7 separate regions of the Mus musculus genome follow, and all the other regions are linked to region 5. A link is a contact called in public HiChIP or PLAC-seq, Micro-C and promoter capture Hi-C data. All regions are on one chromosome and are shown on one strand. Each heading gives the region's core, a stretch centred on a gene start, on an enhancer-like site or on the middle of the called end of the contact. The rest is flanking DNA. Distances are from core to core; before and after follow the strand shown. Region 1 holds the start of Ubr2 (ubiquitin protein ligase E3 component n-recognin 2). Region 2 holds the start of Tmem63b (transmembrane protein 63b). Region 3 overlaps Capn11 (calpain 11). Region 4 has its middle 5.4 kb from the start of Gm41589. Region 5 holds the start of Zfp318 (zinc finger protein 318). Region 6 holds the start of Slc29a1 (solute carrier family 29 (nucleoside transporters), member 1). Region 7 holds the start of Aars2 (alanyl-tRNA synthetase 2, mitochondrial).

Region 1 (2,700 bases), core at 22-2,521, 630 kb before region 5:
TGATGGACCAGCGATGGACTAGGACCACACCTTGACCAGGGCTGCCCTTTCTTTAAAACTAAACCTCATGTCAGGACTCTGAAAGGTAGTGAACTTGAGGGTGGGCAGATGGTCACTGGACCTTTTTGTCCCTCTCCCCAATGTGGCTATATCGAATAAGTCTCCTTTCTCTGTCTCTTCATTATTGCTTATCTCTTTAATTGTTATATTGAGGATATATGCTTGAGCCTAGCTTGTTAGAGCCGCAGGTTCCAAGGTCTAACCCTAACAACTCCAGTACAAGATACCAGCCTCTTCCTACAGGGCAATTAGGGTTTGTCTGGTCATCTGTGAGAGCCTAATCTTCTCCACGAAGATAATTTAAAAGATATTCAAATACATGTCACAAATTACAGTCAGTGTATATAAGCCTCCAATCGGTCTGCTTTTAGATCTGCTTCTGTCAGTATAGTCTTAAAGCAATGCAGCTAAAAAAAAAAAAATATCCAGTATTTCTTCTGTTGCTTTGTGGCCTGCCATTGAACCTTAAAGTCTTTTTTTTTTTTTTTTTTTTTTTTTTTTCCTTGACCTTTTGAGAAACTGCAAAAAACAATGGCAGTCGCAGCTCTAGCCCTGGCTCTCCCTCCGCGCAGCCGCAGGAGTAGGCAGGCTGGACGCGGAAGTAAGCGCGTGCTTCCAGGGTTGTCTGACTCTGAGAGTTGGTCTTTAAGTTGATTCGTTGGACGCCTTTTCTGATGCAACAAGACTTAAGGAAAGAAAAGGATATATATCAATCAATGGTCATAAATTAAATGTCTTGCAATTGTACCTTAAAACTTTTCAAAATCTCGGTACTAAATACACCTCGGTGACTAGTGCCAGGATGACAAGGCATTAGAACCTCCGGGATAGAACGCGCGATTCATTCATTCTTTTGACAATTGAGGGTTTATCAGATACCAGACTTTTGACAGACAGCTGTGTGTCTATCGCGCCAGGAATGATTATTCTTGGTGCTGGGGAGATAAAAAAAAAATGACAAGAATAAATAGGACTAAGAGACTAAGACGAGATCTCAAACGTTATTTCGTTCTTCTGGTGTCAAGCCCCTCTCACGGATTCTAAATTGTCTTTTTCCAGGCTTCCGCCAGGGGATGGACTACAACTCCCATGATACTCGTGTGCCGCTCCTTATTAGAGGCTTCGCTTCTCTCCCTGGCCGCTCAGGGGACGACTACAGTACCCAGAATGCCCTGCTCCCTCGCTTGGGTGTTTTTGCCCCTCTCTTGGCGTTGAACGCGGTAGTGGCTGTCCGGAGTGCCAGGCCTGGGGTTCTCGGTGTCCTTCCCCCGGTCACGGGCGAGGAGGCGACTTGACTTCTGGGCGCCGAGCCCGGGCGCGCGCGCAAGCGGCTGCCGTCCCCGCTGCAGGTTCGCGTCCCGCTTTGCTCCTCGCGCATCTCGGCTCGGCGGCAGCCCGGACGGCCCGGGACTGACGGCCCCAGGACAGGGGTGACCGTCGCGGCTGCGGGAGCAGAGGCGAAGCTGAGGCCCGGGGAGAGGCGACAGCGGCGAGAGCACCCGGGGAGAGGAGGAGGAGAGAAGATGGCGTCGGAGATGGAGCCCGAGGTGCAGGCCATCGACCGCAGTTTGCTGGAATGTTCTGCCGAAGAGATCGCAGGGGTGAGTGCGGGAGCCCGGGAGGGCTACGTCCGGCCCTCGTAGGCCGCGCCCCGGGGGAGGAACAGAGTCCTGGGAATCCCGGAGCCCGCCACTGACTTCGGCTAACAGCGGCGCTGGCCATGTCCCGTGGGGAAAAGGACCCAGGAGGCCATCGAGCCTGCTCCGCGCCTTCGGTGCTCAGATCCTCCTTATACGCGGCGACTCTTACTACAGAGCTTTCATTATCCCTAATTAGCTTCACTCTCCATTAAGTCTACAACACTTGGGTTTTTGCCCTATATGCTGGCTGTTGGAAGATGGGAGCGAGCGGCTTCCTAACGTTGTCGTATAAGCGCCCTACTTTACCTTCTGATGCCATTTCTTAGGATAAGCGGAGCAGTGTCTGCGCCGAAGGATTCTATCCTCTCCCAGCTCCAACTTTGTTGCTGGGGGGCGGGGAGGGGAGTTTACCCAGGCTGCAGGCAGCACAGTCCAACATTACCCCCTCGGTGCTTTTTTAAAAAGTTGTTTTGCACTTGTTTATTTCGTTAGATGGTAACCTTGGTGCCTGTGTGTAATGTAGTGGTGCCTCGACACGTTTGCTAAGCATGGAGGCTGGCAGATTTAAAAAAAAAAATACATAATTTTTCTAGGAGTTGGGAAAAGTTGGACGGAGAACAAACGTTATATAACTTTGAAAAAGCAGCTTTGGTGAACAGATGCAAGCTCATTAATGATAGCGTTGATCACAGCCTATCAGGAACCCTTAGGCCCTAAACTTAAGCCATTCAGACACAGTAAAGACTTAAAATGTAGTATCAACAAGCGCCGATACAAGTAGCAAAGTTACAAAGACAACAACTTTCAACAAACTCAGCGTCATCTTTTGCCAGTGAGGGCAGGGGACACCTATCAGAACAGATTGTCCACGGTGACTGTAAATAGCTCAGACAATTGGGAGCCTAGTCTCAGAGGCCTCCAGTTGAAAAAGCTCCCAGGAAATGAGTGACTCTTTATTTAACACATCATCACACAGGATGTTAGGGTCAGTAGTTGGGAT
Region 2 (2,700 bases), core at 182-2,681, 700 kb after region 5:
ATCCTTAACGGCTACCTACATCTAGGATTACGGGCAAACCCCACTGATGGCCAATTCCAATGTGCTCATTACTAGTACTATCAACTGCATCTTCAGAGGATTTAACTGACTAAAAACTCAAGCTAAGGAAAGCGAGAGGTATACAAGAGATCAATACTTTCCCAAACTTTTCTACAACACACAGAAACAGTAGAAGACACCTAATACACCCCCATGCCCTTGTGTCCCAAGACAGAATACCTACTGTAGGCGCAACACACACACACACACACACACACACACACACACACACACGATGGCCATGATCTACTAAACTGATTTCCAAGCCACTCATGGGAGTGTCTGAAAGACACTTCAACAGACCAAATCTTAGAGCTGCAAACCCCCAGCTACAAAACGAGCAGCTGAATAGCCACATACAGCAAACACAGTGACCAGGATGGTAGTGTCCAGTCGTGATGCAAGACCCTCCCTGGGTGCCACCATTTCCCAAGTAATCCAAGGTGATCCCGTCTCGCCTCTTGTGACCGCTACACAGTTCCTCATCTAAGTCTCAGCGTGTAAAGCTCACTTACTGCGTACAGCGGGAAGCAGTATTTCTTCTGTCCCCTTTAAGACCTCGAAATTTAACAGGTGGTATCTGTCGTGTCTTTGTATTCGAGATGTGTGGTGACATACAGAAAAGGGGCGTTCCACCTCTCCAACTCTCAAGTCTTAACCCCACCCCCCCACTAGGAGAGGTCTTTGGTGAACTGAGAATACAGGGAATCCCCGGTGCAAAAGGAGTCATTCAGCCTGACAGAAGCAAAAGCAAAGACTCCCTCTTTACACCACAGAAGTTTCTAGCAAACTCATCTCCAGGCCCAGCAAGAGAGAGAAGCAGATAAAACTGCGGGAGACGCGTCAAAGCAACCGGCCTAGCCACTTAACCCAGGCAAGATCTCAGCCCCCATTCCCCGAGGCTCTACATCCCGAACTGGATAAGCAGGTGGGCGCATCGGGGGCGCGTGGGAGGCGCGGACCCCGAAGCCTTTGGCAAAAAGGCAGCGAGAGGGTCCAGATCTGAGGCCTCGCGAAGAGTGAGCACCCTTCTCACTTGACACTGGGTTTCCAGTAAGGCCTGTCCTCACCCCTCCCCGACAGCGCCTCCCTTATTGCAGAGAAGAAACCGGGAAAAGCAGCGCGAGGGGTGCGAGGTGTTCCCCTGAGCCCCCACCGTACCGCGTTAACAGCCTGGGAATCTCCCGCCACGGACCCCCGCTTGGCAAGGCCCCGCCCCGCACGCTGCGCCTGCGCGCCAGGGGTTCTCCGTGAGTGCGCGCGCACTTTCTACGTGTGCGGCGTGGGGGCGGGTCCTGCGGGAGCCCCTCCCCGGCCCTCCCTCCCTCCTTCTGCTCCCCCTCCCCCACGCGCTGCCGCGGCCGCCGCAGGAGCCCAGAGCTCTAGCCGCCCGGCGACTCCCCCTCCCCCTCCCCAGCCCCGCCCCGCCCGGAGCCGGGGCTCCCGAGTCGGAGCCGAGTCTGCGCCTAGGGGTGAGTACGCGGACCCCTCCCCAGCACCCCTTACTTGGCTCATAGGATCTCACCACCACCCCAAGGAAGGAAAAAAAAAGCACCCGGACTCAGCTGCGCGTCCCCTCCCTTCCACCTCCTGCGGGACCCAGAGGTGCCCGGGCCCCACGGGACCCAACGGAGGCACGCTTTGTCCCCAAACCCGCACCGTCCCTGCCAGATGTGAGTCCTCCCACCCCTGTCGGGGCTCCAGATGTGCGCCGTCCTCTACCCCCGCCCCTCAGGAATATTCCAAGGCGTGGGACCCCTGCGTCCCGGCCCTCGAGTGCCACTCTAGTTCCACCTGCTCCGTCCAGGTGTGCGGCCCCTGCGCGGCCCTCCTCCGGTCCCAGCTGCTCCCCAGCCGCCGGCGCCGCTGAAGGGAACCACCCGCCTCCGCCCCCGAGTTTTGCATTCTAGGGTCGCCAAGTCCAATGCCCTCGGTCTCTCTCTTTTTTTTTTTTTTTAATTCTTTTTCTTGTTGCTGGGGACGAAGCCGGCCTCAAGCAAGGGGTTCATGCTTGGGCAAAGGGCAGGGCTCGAGGTGTTAGCACCAGACGAGTAGCTGCCCCAACCCTGGTGGGGACTGATCTGCGGGCTGGAGAGGGCGGCCGGCCCGGGGAGCATGTCCTCTCCTGCGCCCCACACAGAGCAGTTCATTCATGAGCCGCCCGGGCCTGCGTTGGAGGGTGCGGTGGGGAGAAGATTCAGACGCGAATCCGGAGTAGGCAAAGGCCCTATTGAGGGGGAGGGGGCGCGCTTTGTCCCTCCCGGCCGTCTTGACCGCCTGGTGCGGACTGTCCCAAAGCTTGTCGTTGTGTTGCTCAGAAAAAGCAAGGATGCCCGGGAAGTGGGGAAGAGAGGTCAGAGGGGCTGGCTGCCCTTGGAGCTTTGTGCTGCCACCCGCCTTGGTCCCCTGATCGGAAGTCTGGCGGCCGGTTGCTCAGAGGGGCTTGGGGCTCTGCTCTCTACCGAGTACCACTCCCTGACCCTGAACCTCCTCCCGGTCTGCAGTAGTCGGGTGAATGAGATTGTACCCAACGCCTCCTGAAGAGGGGACCACAGCCCTCTGCCTTCCAGATATAAGAGAGAAGGGGAAGGGGAGTGGCTGCCAGGCTCAGGTGGTGGGTATGCTGCCAGCACCTTTGTC
Region 3 (2,700 bases), core at 17-2,516, 750 kb after region 5:
AATAAATAAATAAATAAACAAACAAACAAATAAATAAATAAATATGAAAAGATTGTCCCAACGATAAAAAAAAAAGCCCATATTTATAATTCTTGAACTTGGGAAGCTGAGACAGGAGGATCACAAGTTTGGGGCAACCCTGGCTACTTAGTGAGACTCTGGGTTAAAACAATAGGGAGCAAGATGAGTCAGCATATAAGAGTGCTTGCTACCAAGTCTGAAGACCTGAGTTCAGTTCCAGGGCCCACGTGGTGGAAGGCGAGCATCAGCAGCCTCAGGTTGTCCTCTGAGCTCCACAGGTGCAAGCTGTCATATATATGCACCTGCATGCCCCTCTCACACACAATAAATTAGTGCAAAACAAATAAGTCAGTGCCCCCCTCCTCTTCCCAGGGCTCTATTCAAAGTAAATGGGTCCGAGCCAAGCGCTCTGAACCAGACCCATCTCCTAACCAGGGTAGCTGTGATTCACTCCTGATGAAAAAGGGATACCTTTCTACTACCTTTCGGGTCTTTTAAACCCTCATCTCAGATCTAACCCCGCCCCCGCCCTCTACCCCTGCCCCACGCCCTTATCCTTAAAACAGCGTTCTTCTTATCCATGGACACCAAGAAAACTGGTTCTATTTGCTTGGATATTAACCAGGTAAGAGGGAAGGCATGGGAAGGGTCGTCTGGCCACACCCTGAACCCCTCCCCTCTAGTCCCACCCACTCTCCATCCTCTGCAGAAAGTCTCCTCTTTTCTGCTGTCTTTGCAGTGGCTGCAAATAACCATGTGGGGGTAGGGAGATGCGAAGCCTGGCTCCCTCGTTCCTCCCTCCGCCGGTGGCGCTCCTGCTCCGGCCAGGATGGTGGATGCTCCTTGTCGCTCTCGCTCTCCAGTGCCCCAGGCACAGTGTTTACTCTGGTCCCCTGATCCGGGCTGACCGGAACACCAACACCCCCCTCCCCCACCCCCACCACGCCCCGAGCACTCTCACGCCGTATTTAGACTAAAAATGAGGTGGATTCTCCGCCAGTTTTTCTCTGGCGAAGGCAATCTTCAGCTTAAGTGTTCCCGCGTGCTGTCAACTCACACCCGCCTCCTAGCCCGCCCTCTTGTCAGGAATTCCATCGCCTCCCCGCGCCGCGTCGTACACATTATTCTAATAAAGAGGACAAGGTTATTTTCCCACTTAATTCTTCAATACCAAAGAGGGGCTCTGCAAATGTGCTTGTCTACAAATTACTAGGGGGCGCTGCAGGGTTACAGGATGTTAAACGCAGCTCAGCCCCAAGCTTTGAAAACATTAGGAACTCTTAGATGCGTTGAACGTTGTGGGGTGGAGGGGCGCCACTGAGCCAATGGCCAGCGAAGCCTGACCTGGGGCTGACAAAGCCAAGAGGCCACAAGGCTTTGAGGTGCCTTTGTCCTATTTTCCCTCAAACTGCCCCTCCTCCAAAGACCGCACCGCAGGGGTCTCAAAGATCAGAGGACAAGCTCCAGGTGTGTGTGTTGGGAGTGGTGGGGGTGACCAACGCCTTTAATCCCCAGACTTGAGAGGCAGGTGGATCTCTATGAGTTCAGGCCAGCCTGGTCTACAGAGGGAGTTCCTAAGACAGCCAGGGCCCTGTCTTGGAAACCAAACCAAACCAACCAACCAAATCAAAGGACAGGCAGTTAGTTGCAAGAGCCAGCTGGTAGACCACACAATGAGGAGTCCCTTCTGGTAGGCGACTGGAGGTCTGTCTTCCGGCTGCTGTACGGGCTCCGGACTGGCTGGGTGGGCTGAGAGCAGCTGGTGTTTCTCCATCTCATCTCAGGACTTGGATTGCAGATGCGTACCCCCTTATCTGGCTTTTTAAAGTGAATCCCTGGGTCCCAACCATCAGGCTTGAGTGGCAGGCCATCTTCCTGGTCCTCGCTCTTCCTTCTCTTATAGAGCCAGTAATAATGCCACCATAGGACCTTCCTCCCGTGACTCAGCCTCCTAGATAAGGCTTCCCTTAGATTAAACCACTTCCCTTAGATTAAACCTTCGTTCCACAGAGCAATCAGGATACTTCCTGCCTCTGTGTACAGCTTCCTAGGGACCGGTGGTTTCTGTCAAATTCTGCAAATTCCCCCAAATTCTGGCAGTTAGACAAAAGCCAACATAGGTCAGGAACTTAGGAAGCCAGTCCCACCTCTGCCAAGAGAAGCCTTTCCCCTTATCACTAACAGAGGGAACAAGTAGCTACCTGCGGTGTTTATTAGTATACCAAAGTTCCCTGAGTGTCACACGTGTCTGTTACACATTGCAGAGTCCATGTCTGCATCCTGGCTCCTCTCAGCCCTTCCTACACCTGCTCAGTCTTATAACCCTGCTATTTTGACTCTCTCTCTCTCTCTCTCTCTCTCTCCACTCCAGTCTTTTGCCTGTGTTCTCCTGGTCTCCCTCCTTCTCCCACCTCTCTCTACCGGCCATATTCAATCTTCTCTCTCTCTCTCTCTCTCTCTCTCTCTCTCTCTCTCTCTCTCTCTCTCTCGTCCCTACAGTAAAAACCTTCCCTTAATCACACCATGGAGCCGGGCAGTGGTGGCACACGCCTTTGATCCCAGCACTCAGGAGGCAGAGGCAGGCTGATTTCTGAGTTCGAGGCCAGCCTGGTCTACAGAGTGAGTTGCAGGACAGCCAGGGCTACACAGAGAAATCCTGTCTCGGAAAAAAACAAATAA
Region 4 (2,700 bases), core at 7-2,506, 760 kb before region 5:
GTGGCTACTCTGGGAATTTCAAATTCTTAGAAAACATCCCAGAGGGGTTTTTGGTGGTTGTGTCTGTCCTTTAACTCAGAAGAGCTTTTCTAAAAGACTCATGGAGCAATTCACATAGAAAGACTTTAATAGTTCTTTAAAATGCAGCCCCGGGGAGGATGGCACAGTGGGTAAAGTGGCAGCTGCAGAGGCAGAAGGACCCCGAGTTCAGATCTCCATCACCCACCTAAGACAAGCGAAACAATAAACACGATGGCATGGGGCTATAGTGGAGCACAAGGAGGCAGAGACAGGAGGATGGGGTCCCGGAGTTCACTGGCCAGCCACTGAATGAATGAGCTCCGGATTCAGTGAGAAATTCCGTTTCAAAATTTAAAGTGAAAAGGGCCGGACCGAGGCCTGGGACAGGTGGGGACACATGGTAAGGGCATATGCCACAGAGACTGTCAACCTAAGTTTGACCTCCAGAACCCACAAAGTGGAAGCAGAGAATCAGCTCCCACAAGCTACCCTAGACCGCCACGCATGCGCAGGGGTACACATATACACAAATAAAAGTCAAATGAATAAATAAGTTAAATAAGGTGACAGGGCACCTGAGGAGGAAACAGGCAACACTGACATCTGGCTTGCGTATGCACACACGCATGCGCGCAAGCACGCACGCATATACGCAGGCACGCACGCCCATATCCATCAGTGGATAAGCATACCAGTAACTGCAATCCGGCGGGTTTTAGTCCCTTTCCGGACAGGGTGGGGATAAAGAGAAAAATCTCAACTATATTTTAACCTCACCAGTTACTCTCCAATATGAAAATCTAAAAATACGGTTAACCCACAAGATCCTTTAAGATTGTAGCCTTCCCACAAGATCTCTGAGGACTCCAGCCCTCTTCCCTGTTTCAGCCACACAGTTTCGTGAGTTCAGAAATGTGTGGCTCCAGGGCAGGTCTGGAGCACCTGTCTGGATCCTTATTTTTTCTGGGTCAATATCCAAAGTCAATAAAACCATCTAGAGCTTTCTCCCGAAAAGCCCAGAGTGGCAGTCCAGGTCCCGGAAGTCACCATACACCGTCAGTCAGTAAGGACCCTATCACCACTCGCACGAATTGCAATAGCCCACATGTGAGCTCATCAGGCAAGTTCACACTAAGCTTTGAGGGTCCACTTCGCCTCCCCAAAGCTACCTGCTGCCCGGGAACAACAGCTTAACTAACCTCAAGCTTGACTCAGCATTAGATCATCCAGCCAGCTGGCTGGAGAGGAAACTTCGAAGATGAACTGAAATTATTTTGGGTGCCTGAAAGTACAAGCTCCCTCTACAGCAGCACGTATAATTAGGATTTTTTTTTTTAATAAATCTACAACAGGGCTGGAGAGGTGGCTCAGCAGTAGTGAAGGGCACTTAACTGCTTGCTCCTGGCAGACTACCGGAACTTCATTCCCAGCACCCACTAGGAGGGTCACCACTGCCTATAACTGCAGCTCCAGGAGACCCCACGCCTCTGGCCTCAGCAGGAATCTGCACTCACATGTGTACATACCCACATGCAGACTCACGAACAAAAACACAATTAAAAGTATTTTTAAAAAAATCCATAAGATGTAAATGAATGAGGGACTCTACACCAACAGCAGGCTTTCCTAAGTAATGGCTTTTACATGTTGGCACAGTTGCCAGGCCGCTCAAGCGCCTTTGTGGAATGCCAACGTACAAATCCATTTCTCCAGGAGAAGACAAAAAACAGAAGTTAATCAACTCGCCCTGAGTCCATGAAGCAATTTGGCCGTTGGCCCAGGAAGACAGTGTCAAGAGCTCTGGGTTCTCACTCCACGTGACTCTAGAATAAAGCTGGAACCCAAAGAGCTATCCTTTAAAAAAAAAATAATAACAATAACCCCCATATGCAGAACCGGCTAAAAATTGGTACCCTATCCATTTTCAGATTCACCTTGGCCTGCCTTGAGCATACAGCCACCTTAGAAGTTCTGTCACGTTACAAATGCCCACAAACTCAAACCAACTACTAAATATAAACAATTTTAGCTCTTCTCACCCTATCAGCCTCTTGGCAAATTCTTCTATGCACCACCCCACCCTGCCTAGGGAGAGAAAAACAATACTTTGTGTTCTTACGATAAACCCATACATCAAAAAAGAAAGAGAAAATTCTAAATAAGCTTTGTTTTCCGTGTCTGCACATTTTAATATACGAGGCACGGAACACAACACCCTCTCCTCTCTCCCCTCTTTATAATTTAAACTCTGAACTCAACAAATAGCACAGGCACAGGCCGGTTAACAGAGTGCTCTCTGCACAGCTGCTAGACTGACTATTTCCACAGTAAGCTTCTGTCAATGCTCTCTGATATTAGCACATGCCTGCTACGTGGATGCCTGCTTACCAAGCTGTGAAAAGACCCACGTTCATTCTGGAACCTACAAAATTAATCTTCTCTGTGCCTATAATGCATAAGGCAAAGGCGCCTTCCCTCCCTCCTCCTCTCCCCCCCCCCCAACATGTCAGGCTAGCTTCTAAACAATCAGTTGGCGAAAATGGACATGCCTGAAAGGGCGGGGCCCAAAGGGGTGTGTCACTCCGGGTATCAATTCCTGTAAATCAAATCCTGACAATTGTCACAATATTATAAAAAGAATGAATTATGATTCTTGGGCCTTCAAGCCTTTATTACCAC
Region 5 (2,700 bases), core at 73-2,572:
AAATCGGGTTTTACAGTTTTGTAAGCCCTACTGAGTACTACTCAGCTACACCCACCACAACCATAAATTAATCCCACATTTTGTCCCTCCAGCAGCAGCACATTTTAACATGTAAAATCGCAGGCTGTGAGAATCCAACATGTGAGCTGAACCACAGCTCCATCACTTGTGTGTCACCTTGATCAAGCTACTTAAACCTCTCTGAGCTGGTTCCTTGGCTGTGATAACACCTATTGCTATTGCTTTACCTCAAGGGACCGTGAGCCCTAAAAGATTGCTGGTAGCTGCTCTTGTGTCTCTAGCTGATGGCAGCAATCACAATGATTGATTATGCACACCTCTCGTCGGAATAACAGCTATAACTGAGACTCCATGACAGCTAAAGCATCCAGTCTGCTTTGGTTCAAGCTTTCCTCACTGGCCACCAGGCATTTCAGATGTTCTGCTAAACTCGGGCCTTAAAGCAACGAATTTGATCAAACCCAAAGGGAAACGCCAAAGCGCCAGTCAGTATGGATGAAATGCCCCTCGCCTTGGAGAACTTTTCCACATAGCAAGAGCGAAAGCCTCTTCCCCCTAGAAACCGGGCGTCCTGTTCTGTTCCAACACGGGTGACCGAACGGGTCCCGGGTCCGTTATTGTGTAAAGGAGGCACCCAGGACTGTCAGGGAGCGGGGAAGACTCGGACATTCGGACTCTGGCCTGAGGGCCCGGGGGCTGGGGACATGGGGGCAACATGGGCGAAGGGTGGGATTACCCGACTGCCGCCGCCGCCGCCTGGATGGTCTCCGCGGCCGTCCCGGGCGAAGTCGGCGCGGGACTCGCCTCGAATGCTGCCTCGGAAGCCACCCAGGCCAGGTGGGTAGTGTCGCCGGCTCCGCGGTGGCGACGGGGAGCCGCGACGGGCGCGCGGCGGGGACGGGGAGCCACGACGACCCCGCGGAGGGGATGGCGAGGCCCGGCGGCCGCGGGTCGGAGACGGTGAGGCCCGGCGGCCGCGGGGCGGGGACGGGGAGCCGCGACGACCCCGAGGCGGGGACGGCGAGGCCCAGCGGCCGCGGTGGCCTGAGGGCGAGCGGTGGCGGCGGGCGGGGAGCCGCAGCGAGGAGCAAGAGGGCGGCGGCGGCGACGAGGGGCGGCGTGTGGGGCCTGAGGAGGCGCCCACGGGACGGCCCGGCGGAGGGCCGCTCGCGCTGCCGTCTTTCGACCGGTGCGAAGAGACGGAGGAGCGGGAGCCACTGCGGTACATGGCTACCGGGAGCGCCGCGGACGCCGCTCGGGAGCGTGCCGCCACAGCCGCAGGCACCGCCGCCGCGGACACCGCAGCGCGCCGCCCTCGCGGACGGAGCGGCCCCCTCCCCGCGGCCCCGCCCCACCGGCCAGCGGTTGGAGGGCGCGGGTACGCGCCGACACGCCACACCCCCTCGTCCTCCCAGGCTCTCCCGCGGCTGGACGCGGAGAGCGGCCTCAGGAGCCGGGAGCCGTGGGGCGGAGCGCTGAGCCTGCGCGAGCACCAGGGGCGCGCGCCCTGAAGTGCGCAGGCCCCGCCTTTCGGCCCCGCGCAAAATGGCGACCGGCGAGCCGCCCACCCCCTACTCCCCCGGAGACCACGTGATGCAGAGAGACCACCCCTCTCCTCCTCCCGGCGCGGTGGGCGGGGCCGGAGAGCCCGGTGAGTGGGCGGGGCCAGGTTGTAGCGGAGGCCTCAGTAGCTTGGTTCCCAGGCTCCTGGAGCGTGCGTGCCCATAGCAATCCACCTGCTTTACAGAAATGATTATATATAGTGAGAAAGCAAACGACCCCCTACACTCACACCTAAACCCTGTCAGAAGCTACGAACCTCAACGAGTGTCCATCCCTTTTCCCCCAGAGGAAGCTTGACGTAGTCGGGTAACTTTCCAGTCCAATAACTTATAGAGGTTTAAATCGAGAAATGAGAAAGTACAGAAAAGTGAAAGTCAAACACAACAGACATCAGTAAAATTTCCAGATGTTCTAGCCAAGCATTACAGTAAAATGGTGGTGAAGGCCACTGTCGGAGCAACCCATACCGTGACAGGCCTGGCAAGTGTTTTGAGATATCAGTGGTGCAGAAACACATGGAGGCAAAAACTCATACACAGAAAATAGAAATAAATGTTTAAAAAGAAAAAGACAAGACCCTAAGGGTCAGTCAAAACATAGGAAAATAGGGCCTGGGTAGAGATGGCTCCGGAGGTCTTTTTTCTAGCACCTTCGTGGTAGTTCACAACCATTTGGGGCTCCAGTTTCAGAGGATCTCACACCATGAAAAAACCAAAAGTGAGGAAATATGTTGAACCTAGACAATAGCTTCATATTTTTCACCAGCTAAACATAAATCTTGAATTTGTGTAAAAATCACATTTCTGAGCCAGGCATTGGTGGCACAAACTTTTTAATCCTAGTACTCAGAGGCAGAATCAGGCAAATCTCAGAGTTCAAGGTCAACCTGGTCTACAGAGAGAATTCCAGGGCAGCCAGGGCTATACTGAGAAACCCTGTCTCGAAAAACAAAAAACAAAAACAAACAAACAAACAAAAAACACCAAAAAACAAGAATCAGATTTCTGAAAAGAAAAAAATATGACTTTGTTAATTTGTTTTTAAATTATGTTTAAAATATAAGCCGATTTGCTTATTTATAAATGTCATAAGCTTCCTATTTCAGAATAAAAATCT
Region 6 (2,742 bases), core at 231-2,730, 790 kb after region 5:
CCACAGCTGTGCCAGCTATGGTAACAGAGCCAGACTTGGGAAGGGAAAGAGGGGGTGAGGTGTGTGTGTGTGGGGGGGGGCAACGGAAGAAGGGAGGCAAAGGCAGGGAGAGACAGACCAGACAAACAGGGCAGGGATCTGGCGTTGTGGACAGACATGAGGCTACTCTTAAGCCATGGGATAGTGCCCAGAAAAATACCACCCAAGCCTGACTTCCTGCCCTCTGTTTGCTTAGTGCTAGTGGGGAGATGTGTCATCTCTGTGGGAGCAGGAAGGCTGTATACGCCCCCACCAGAGCAGCTTGAGAGAACCCACTGTCCTACAGAGTCAGCTACCTCCTAAGGGCTCAGTCGTCCTCTGGGGAGACTGAGTGCGTCTTTTCCCTACGATGTTAGCACTGGTAATTGTTAATTAGCTCCAATGGTTTCTCTGGAGCACAGGTTCCTTAGGGAGGTGGGGTGAGACAGGCAATCTGGATGGGATGTTCTTGCCTCAGGACCCTCCCCAACTTCTGGGATACATCAGTAGGGAGTGCTACTGTAGGGGGTCCCTCCTCCTTTGTACCCCAGCGGGGGGGGGGGGGGGAAGGAAGGAAGGGGAGGGGTATGAATGGTAAGAGGCTCAGCAAGGCTTCTAGCCCCGAGGGTTATCTTGGGATGGGACATGGGACAGTGAAATGCTGGCTAGGACAAAGATGTGCAGGATGTGAGGCCTTTCTTCCTGGCTCCCCTTTCTCCGGTCTCCAGCTGTGTTTCAGTTTTCTTAGAGGCCTCAGGGCTGTCCTCTTATGCCTTCATAAAGGAGCCTTCAAGGCAACATGGGGATGGGGGGGGGAGAGATGCTGTTTGTGTGGTGTGCGGCGAGTCTGAGGGCAGGAGAGAGAAAACAAAACACCTCCAGCGTCTGGGTTCCAGAACGCTCAAATCTGAGGTATCCCAGAAAGTCTTCTTGAAGGGAAAAGGAGGAGTGGAAAGGAAAAAGGATGTATTAGAAGGGTGTGTGTGTGTGTGTGTGTGTGAGGGGGTTGCTAGCAGTAAAACGGTGGAGTGTGAATAATGGCGTGGGCGGGGTTCGGAGAGGGATAACGGAACACCTGAGGTGGAGCGTGGCTTGTGGGGGCGTCTGGACCTGGGTGAGCAGAGGGCCTGTCTGTGCAAGAGTCCCGCCGTGGAATGTGTAGGAGTTAGGAGCGCAGGGCCAGCGCGGAAATTAGGGGTACGCAGTGGGGGGCCCGTGCCCCCCTCCCAGGCTCGCGTGTCCGGGTGACAGTTGGGAAGGGTCCAAAGACGTGCTCCGCCATCGAAGCCAGCAGCCCTGGCGGCCCTAGGCGTAGGGTCTCTGACTGGGAGCCGGTGAACTGTTGAGGGGGCGGCGAGGAGCCTGGGGGCGGGGCTGTCGCCGGGAGGAGGTGGCTCCCACGGGCCCGGGGCGGACCCAGCAGAGGGCGGGTTTGAAAGCGCTCGGGCGGGCGCGGGAAGCGCTGGCCAAGCGCGCAGATTTCGTCGCCGGAGGTGTCCTTCTCCAGCAGGTGCTCGTAGGGCTTGGGTGGGACATGTTGGGGACTCCGGGGTAGAGAGTGGAGTGTCCGGCTTGCCAGGAGGGAAAAGGAGGCCCGGTCTGCCAGCTCCGAGGCCGCGACAGGGACTTTGGGGTGCGGCCCCCACGCGGCGCGTGCAGAGCAGCGCCAGCACGTGGCGCGCATGGGCCTGGCTCTGGGTAGGGGGACTCTCCTTTTGTGGGGACCAGGGCGGAGCTGGGCCCAAGACAGCCTGGCTTCTGGGCCTGGAAGCGACTGTCGCTGTGTTGACTTCCGCAGAGGATCGGCGTGTGGGTAGTTCAATGCTACAGTCCTGTGTGAACTAGAGGGAGGGGTTGTGTTGCCTTCTGCCCCGAGGCAGGAGGATGGGGAATGCGGGAATACAAATGGACGTGAAGGGAGCTAGCTGGCCATTTACAGACTAAACTCCTGTTCCTGGCCTCCCTTTCCTGGGCGAGTCCTCATTTACTCTACGCGGAGAGTGAACGTGTGACAAGATAAAGGACTGACGCGCACACCCAGGCTTCCTTTGGATGAAGGCTCTCTCCACCCCTGCACCTTATACCCCATTCGGGTCCTCTTGCCAAGCCTGAGCCAACCCCCTCTTCTCCATTAACCCTCCTTCCGTCCTGTTCCTCTTGTCCTGCTTGTGTGACCTTTGCATACAATAATATATGCGTGGTGGAATGGTTGTGAGTTGTCATGACTCTGAAACTAATGTTATGTGAAAGAATGGCCTGAATCTCCCACTTGTTTTAACCCTTTAATTGGAGCACTGTTGCCTTCCTGGAAGCCTACACGAATAGCTGAGGAGCCTTGTTAATTTTGCCTTCCCCACTTGAGAAGGAATCTAGAATGATCGGTACATTGAGTATTGATGCTGTCACCCCCATTCACCAGCTCTGCGGGCTTTCTCAAGTGATGGAGCCTCTTTAAACCTCAATCGCCCTAACTGTTTAGTAGAAACGGGGCAGCTGGAAGAGGGGCATCCTCAGATTTCAAGAGAAGATTCCGATGTAGCAGAAACTAGGCTGAGAAACTGAGCTATGTGAGAGGACCCTTAGGACGCAGGAAGGCCTCAGATGGGCGATAGCTTTCAGGGCCTCTCCATCTCGGCAGGTCAAGGCATGGCTGAAATGATACCAGAGGCCCTGAACTGCTATCAGATCTCTACTGGGACAAAAGTAAAGAAAGCCCCTAAGCAG
Region 7 (2,700 bases), core at 192-2,691, 880 kb after region 5:
AAGCCTCTCAACCCACACACCCTGACCTGGGGACTTCATGTCCAATGACAATCTCAATACAGCTGCCTGGCTATCTGCTCAGCTAACTTTTAAATAGCCATTAAGCAGGAGACAACCCCTTCCTTCAATCAGCGAAGTGAGGCATATTCTTTCCTATTGGATGTCGTGTGTGTATGTGTGTGCCCGTGCCCGTGTATGTGTGGTGTACACACCTGTAACATGTGGACATGTGCTTGTGAAAGTCAAAGGACAACTATGGGTGACTGTACTTAGGAGCTAATTTTTGTTTAAAACAGGGTCTCTCATTAGCTTGGGACTTTGATGTTGGCCAGACTAGCTTGTCTGTGAACTTCTTCAGGGATCTGTTTCCATCTCCCATCTGGCCATTCCAGCATCATAGGCACACACCGTTAGCCCGCACTTTAAATTCGAGTTCTGGGGAATCCACAAGCACTTTACCAACCCAGTCATCTTTCTGTCTCCCCTATAACACACTGTGTTTAGCTCTTGGTCACAACATCCAGCACTCAGGGTTCAAAGACTTTAACTCTAGAGCTCCCTGGAAACTCACCTTAAAATATTCACCCCCGAAAGCCCAGTTGCCAAGCATCTCGAAAAACGTATGATGAGAGAGATCACGCCCCACATCCTCCAGGTCGTTATGGCGTCCTCCAGCCCTGACACACTTCTGGCTATTAACTACACGTCGGAAGCCTGCCATCTCACTTCGTGGATCCACTGTGCCCAGGAAGATGGGCTTGAACTAGAAGCACATAAAAGTCAGGAAGGGTAGAGAAGAGGTAAATGAACTTAAACAAGAGACTCTGCCTAGTAAAAAGTAGTAAAATTTACAGATAAGGGAAGTGGTTGGACAGAATCAAAGCTTCAAGAATATTACCAAGCACCTAGCAGGAGTGCAATAAATGTCTACTCAATGGATGAATTTTATTTATTTAAATAGTCTTCCACTCAGAGCCTGCCCCTCAGGACTTCACAGCTGCTATCCAGAGATAATAAACTTAATTTCTCCCCACAAGTTTCCAAGCTAATTCCCCAAGACCTAACCAGGCCCCCACCCCATTTTACCCAGCCTCTCTTCCACTCAGAGTTCCGCCCCTCACTTTTTTGGTCCAATCCTGAAGCGCTTTTCTCAGGCTGACTCCCGAGCTCCGCCCCCGATCGGTGTGGCCCCGCCCCTACCTGGTTCATGCCTGCATTGACGAAAAGCAGGCTGGGGTCGCCGCGCGGCCTCACGGTAGCGGAGGGCACGAGCCGGTGGCCGTGGCGATCTCGGAAGAAGCTCAGGAAGGCGTCCCGCACGGCCGCTCCGTGGGGTGGACCGGGCTCGGTTGAGAAAGGCTGCCATGGGCACGACCTCCCAATGGCTCGCCGCAGCTTACCGGCTGCGGCAGCCAACGCCACCGCCATCTTAGCTCCGGGCAACGGCTTCGCGGGGTCAAAGAGTGACGTTCGAAAGGACGCCTAGTGTTTCCTACAGCGGCCCCTGGCGGGTGGAAGACTTGGGGGGGGGGCAAGTCTCAGCTTCTAGTGAAAGTGTTTCCCCAAGAAGGGGACTTCTTCCCCTGGCGAGCGGCTCAGCATACCGTAACTTTGCATAGAGTAGGCCCTTAATTCATCCAGGATTGAACAGATAATTATAAAAAGATCATTACATGCTAGGCTGTATTTTGAACGTTAGTAGCAATATTAACACAATGCCTCTGCTTCCAAAATCTGTATTCTGGCAGTAATGGTTGTTGTGCTATTGATTTTGTGGAGTTGCAAAGGAACAGGTGTGGGTGCAATTCGGTGCGTGGACCGTGTGGTTTGTGCTGATCCAGGCTGAAGAGTGCCAAGGGATCGTGAGTATTCAAGAGGTGGTCAAGAACCCTGCGTAAGTGCCAGGCACTGCTCTAAGACCTTGCCAGGTCCTCTTCTGCCCTCGGTTTGCAGAGCCACTTTGTCCTTAGGGACTGAAGCAGGTTCTTTGGAGCAGGAGTCTGGTGGAGACACAGAAGCCAGACTGCATCTGCTCCATTATTAATTGCTTAATGACATTTGGTCTTTTAATTTGCTTGGGGATGAGAGAATCCAGGTCGACAGGTCAGGACAAAGCTGTTGGCTGAGAGCTGTGGCGATGGCTTTCCATGAGCCTCCCAGGGCCCTGAGGCTTTGAATTTTGCTGAGAGAAAAGAGATACCTGTCCTGGCAGGCCCAGTCCCCTTGACTTCCTTTCTATGGTAACAGACCTTGTGGGTGCAGCTAGACAGCTCAAGGACTTCTCATGATGACCTTGCTTGACCTTTAGTCTGGGAAAGTTAGCAGATCTAGGAAGAGAAAGGGATTTGCCAAGTTTAAGACCCAACAGAGCAGTGGTTCTCACCCTGTGGGTTGCAACCACATAGGGTTGCATATCATTCATTTACATTACGATTTGTAACAATAGCAAAATTACAGTTATGAAGTAGCAATGAAATAATTCTATGGTTAGGGGCCATCACAACATGAGGAACTGTTTTAAAGGGTTGAAGCATTAGGAAGGTTGAGAGCCACTGCACTAGAGGTTACAGAACTGAGGTCTTTGTGGTCAGAAGGACAGCCTTGGCCACCCAGGGGGCTCTTTTGGCCACCAGTCTTTGTGTGTTATTTGGGTCTTTTGAACTTTTGAAGCACAGCTTCTTTTCGGGGAATACATAGTCT

Evidence for each region. Promoter capture Hi-C pulls out the DNA fragments that hold promoters and counts their contacts. A called contact is a pair of places that touch in the nucleus more often than the background predicts. HiChIP or PLAC-seq counts read pairs in DNA pulled down with a chosen protein or histone mark.
Region 1: a contact with region 5 is called in a Micro-C map of embryonic stem cells, with 5 times the contacts expected there. The contact joins the promoter of Ubr2 here to the promoter of Zfp318 in region 5. A contact is called at or near these places in 3 of 39 promoter capture datasets (cranial neural crest, liver and pre-B cells) and 1 of 484 Hi-C or Micro-C datasets (embryonic stem cells).
Region 2: a promoter capture Hi-C map of pre-B cells shows a contact between it and region 5, with 4 times the contacts expected there. The contact joins the promoter of Tmem63b here to the promoter of Zfp318 in region 5. A contact is called at or near these places in 5 of 39 promoter capture datasets (embryonic stem cells, hematopoietic stem and progenitor cells, hippocampal neurons and 1 more), 2 of 484 Hi-C or Micro-C datasets (both in embryonic stem cells) and 2 of 115 datasets of contacts at active chromatin or transcription factors (large pre-B cells and pancreatic cancer cells).
Region 3: a contact with region 5 is called in a promoter capture Hi-C map of the C10 cell line. The contact joins the enhancer-like site here to the promoter of Zfp318 in region 5. A contact is called at or near these places in 4 of 39 promoter capture datasets (the C10 cell line, cranial neural crest and maxillary cranial neural crest) and 1 of 115 datasets of contacts at active chromatin or transcription factors (large pre-B cells).
Region 4: an HNF4G HiChIP or PLAC-seq map of pancreatic cancer cells shows a contact between it and region 5. The contact joins the enhancer-like site here to the promoter of Zfp318 in region 5. A contact is called at or near these places in 3 of 39 promoter capture datasets (hippocampal neurons and liver), 1 of 484 Hi-C or Micro-C datasets (embryonic stem cells) and 1 of 115 datasets of contacts at active chromatin or transcription factors (pancreatic cancer cells).
Region 6: a promoter capture Hi-C map of pre-B cells shows a contact between it and region 5, with 2.2 times the contacts expected there. The contact joins the promoter of Slc29a1 here to the promoter of Zfp318 in region 5. A contact is called at or near these places in 6 of 39 promoter capture datasets (the C10 cell line, the HPC-7 cell line, cranial neural crest and 2 more) and 1 of 115 datasets of contacts at active chromatin or transcription factors (large pre-B cells).
Region 7: a contact with region 5 is called in a promoter capture Hi-C map of pre-B cells, with 3 times the contacts expected there. The contact joins the promoter of Aars2 here to the promoter of Zfp318 in region 5. A contact is called at or near these places in 5 of 39 promoter capture datasets (the 3T3-L1 cell line, the C10 cell line, the HPC-7 cell line and 2 more).

What each region holds. Positions count from the first base shown.
Region 1 is chr17:47,009,103-47,011,802 of GRCm38.p6, reverse strand. Ubr2 (ubiquitin protein ligase E3 component n-recognin 2) reads left to right here and starts at 1,271. Exons shown (of 47, transcript NM_146078.3): 1 at 1,271-1,661. The coding sequence starts at 1,584.
Region 2 is chr17:45,684,949-45,687,648 of GRCm38.p6, reverse strand. It overlaps Tmem63b (transmembrane protein 63b), which reads left to right and starts at 1,431. Exons shown (of 24, transcript NM_198167.3): 1 at 1,431-1,532. Mrpl14 (mitochondrial ribosomal protein L14) reads right to left here and starts at 1,300. Exons shown (of 3, transcript NM_026732.3): 1 at 1,222-1,300.
Region 3 is chr17:45,628,672-45,631,371 of GRCm38.p6, reverse strand. Capn11 (calpain 11) reads left to right here. Exons shown (of 22, transcript NM_001013767.2): 21 at 588-646; 22 at 761-1,168. The coding sequence ends at 787. Among named protein-coding and RNA genes, the nearest start is that of Gm52283, 3.1 kb to the right of the region's middle. Within about 2 kb of position 1,266, at least 116 of the 459 cell types and tissues checked have an H3K27ac peak or open chromatin away from gene starts, as enhancers often do.
Region 4 is chr17:47,143,742-47,146,441 of GRCm38.p6, reverse strand. It overlaps a transcript of Trerf1 not described here. Among named protein-coding and RNA genes, the nearest start is that of Gm41589, 5.4 kb to the right of the region's middle. Within about 2 kb of position 1,256, at least 27 of the 459 cell types and tissues checked have an H3K27ac peak or open chromatin away from gene starts, as enhancers often do. A contact at or near this core is called in pancreatic cancer cells, where this site is marked.
Region 5 is chr17:46,382,388-46,385,087 of GRCm38.p6, reverse strand. It overlaps Zfp318 (zinc finger protein 318), which reads right to left and starts at 1,322. Exons shown (of 10, transcript NM_207671.4): 1 at 758-1,322. The coding sequence starts at 1,249.
Region 6 is chr17:45,594,268-45,597,009 of GRCm38.p6, reverse strand. Slc29a1 (solute carrier family 29 (nucleoside transporters), member 1) reads left to right here and starts at 1,480. Exons shown (of 14, transcript NM_001357771.2): 1 at 1,480-1,528.
Region 7 is chr17:45,505,582-45,508,281 of GRCm38.p6, reverse strand. It overlaps Aars2 (alanyl-tRNA synthetase 2, mitochondrial), which reads right to left and starts at 1,441. Exons shown (of 22, transcript NM_198608.2): 1 at 1,201-1,441; 2 at 572-763. The coding sequence starts at 1,428.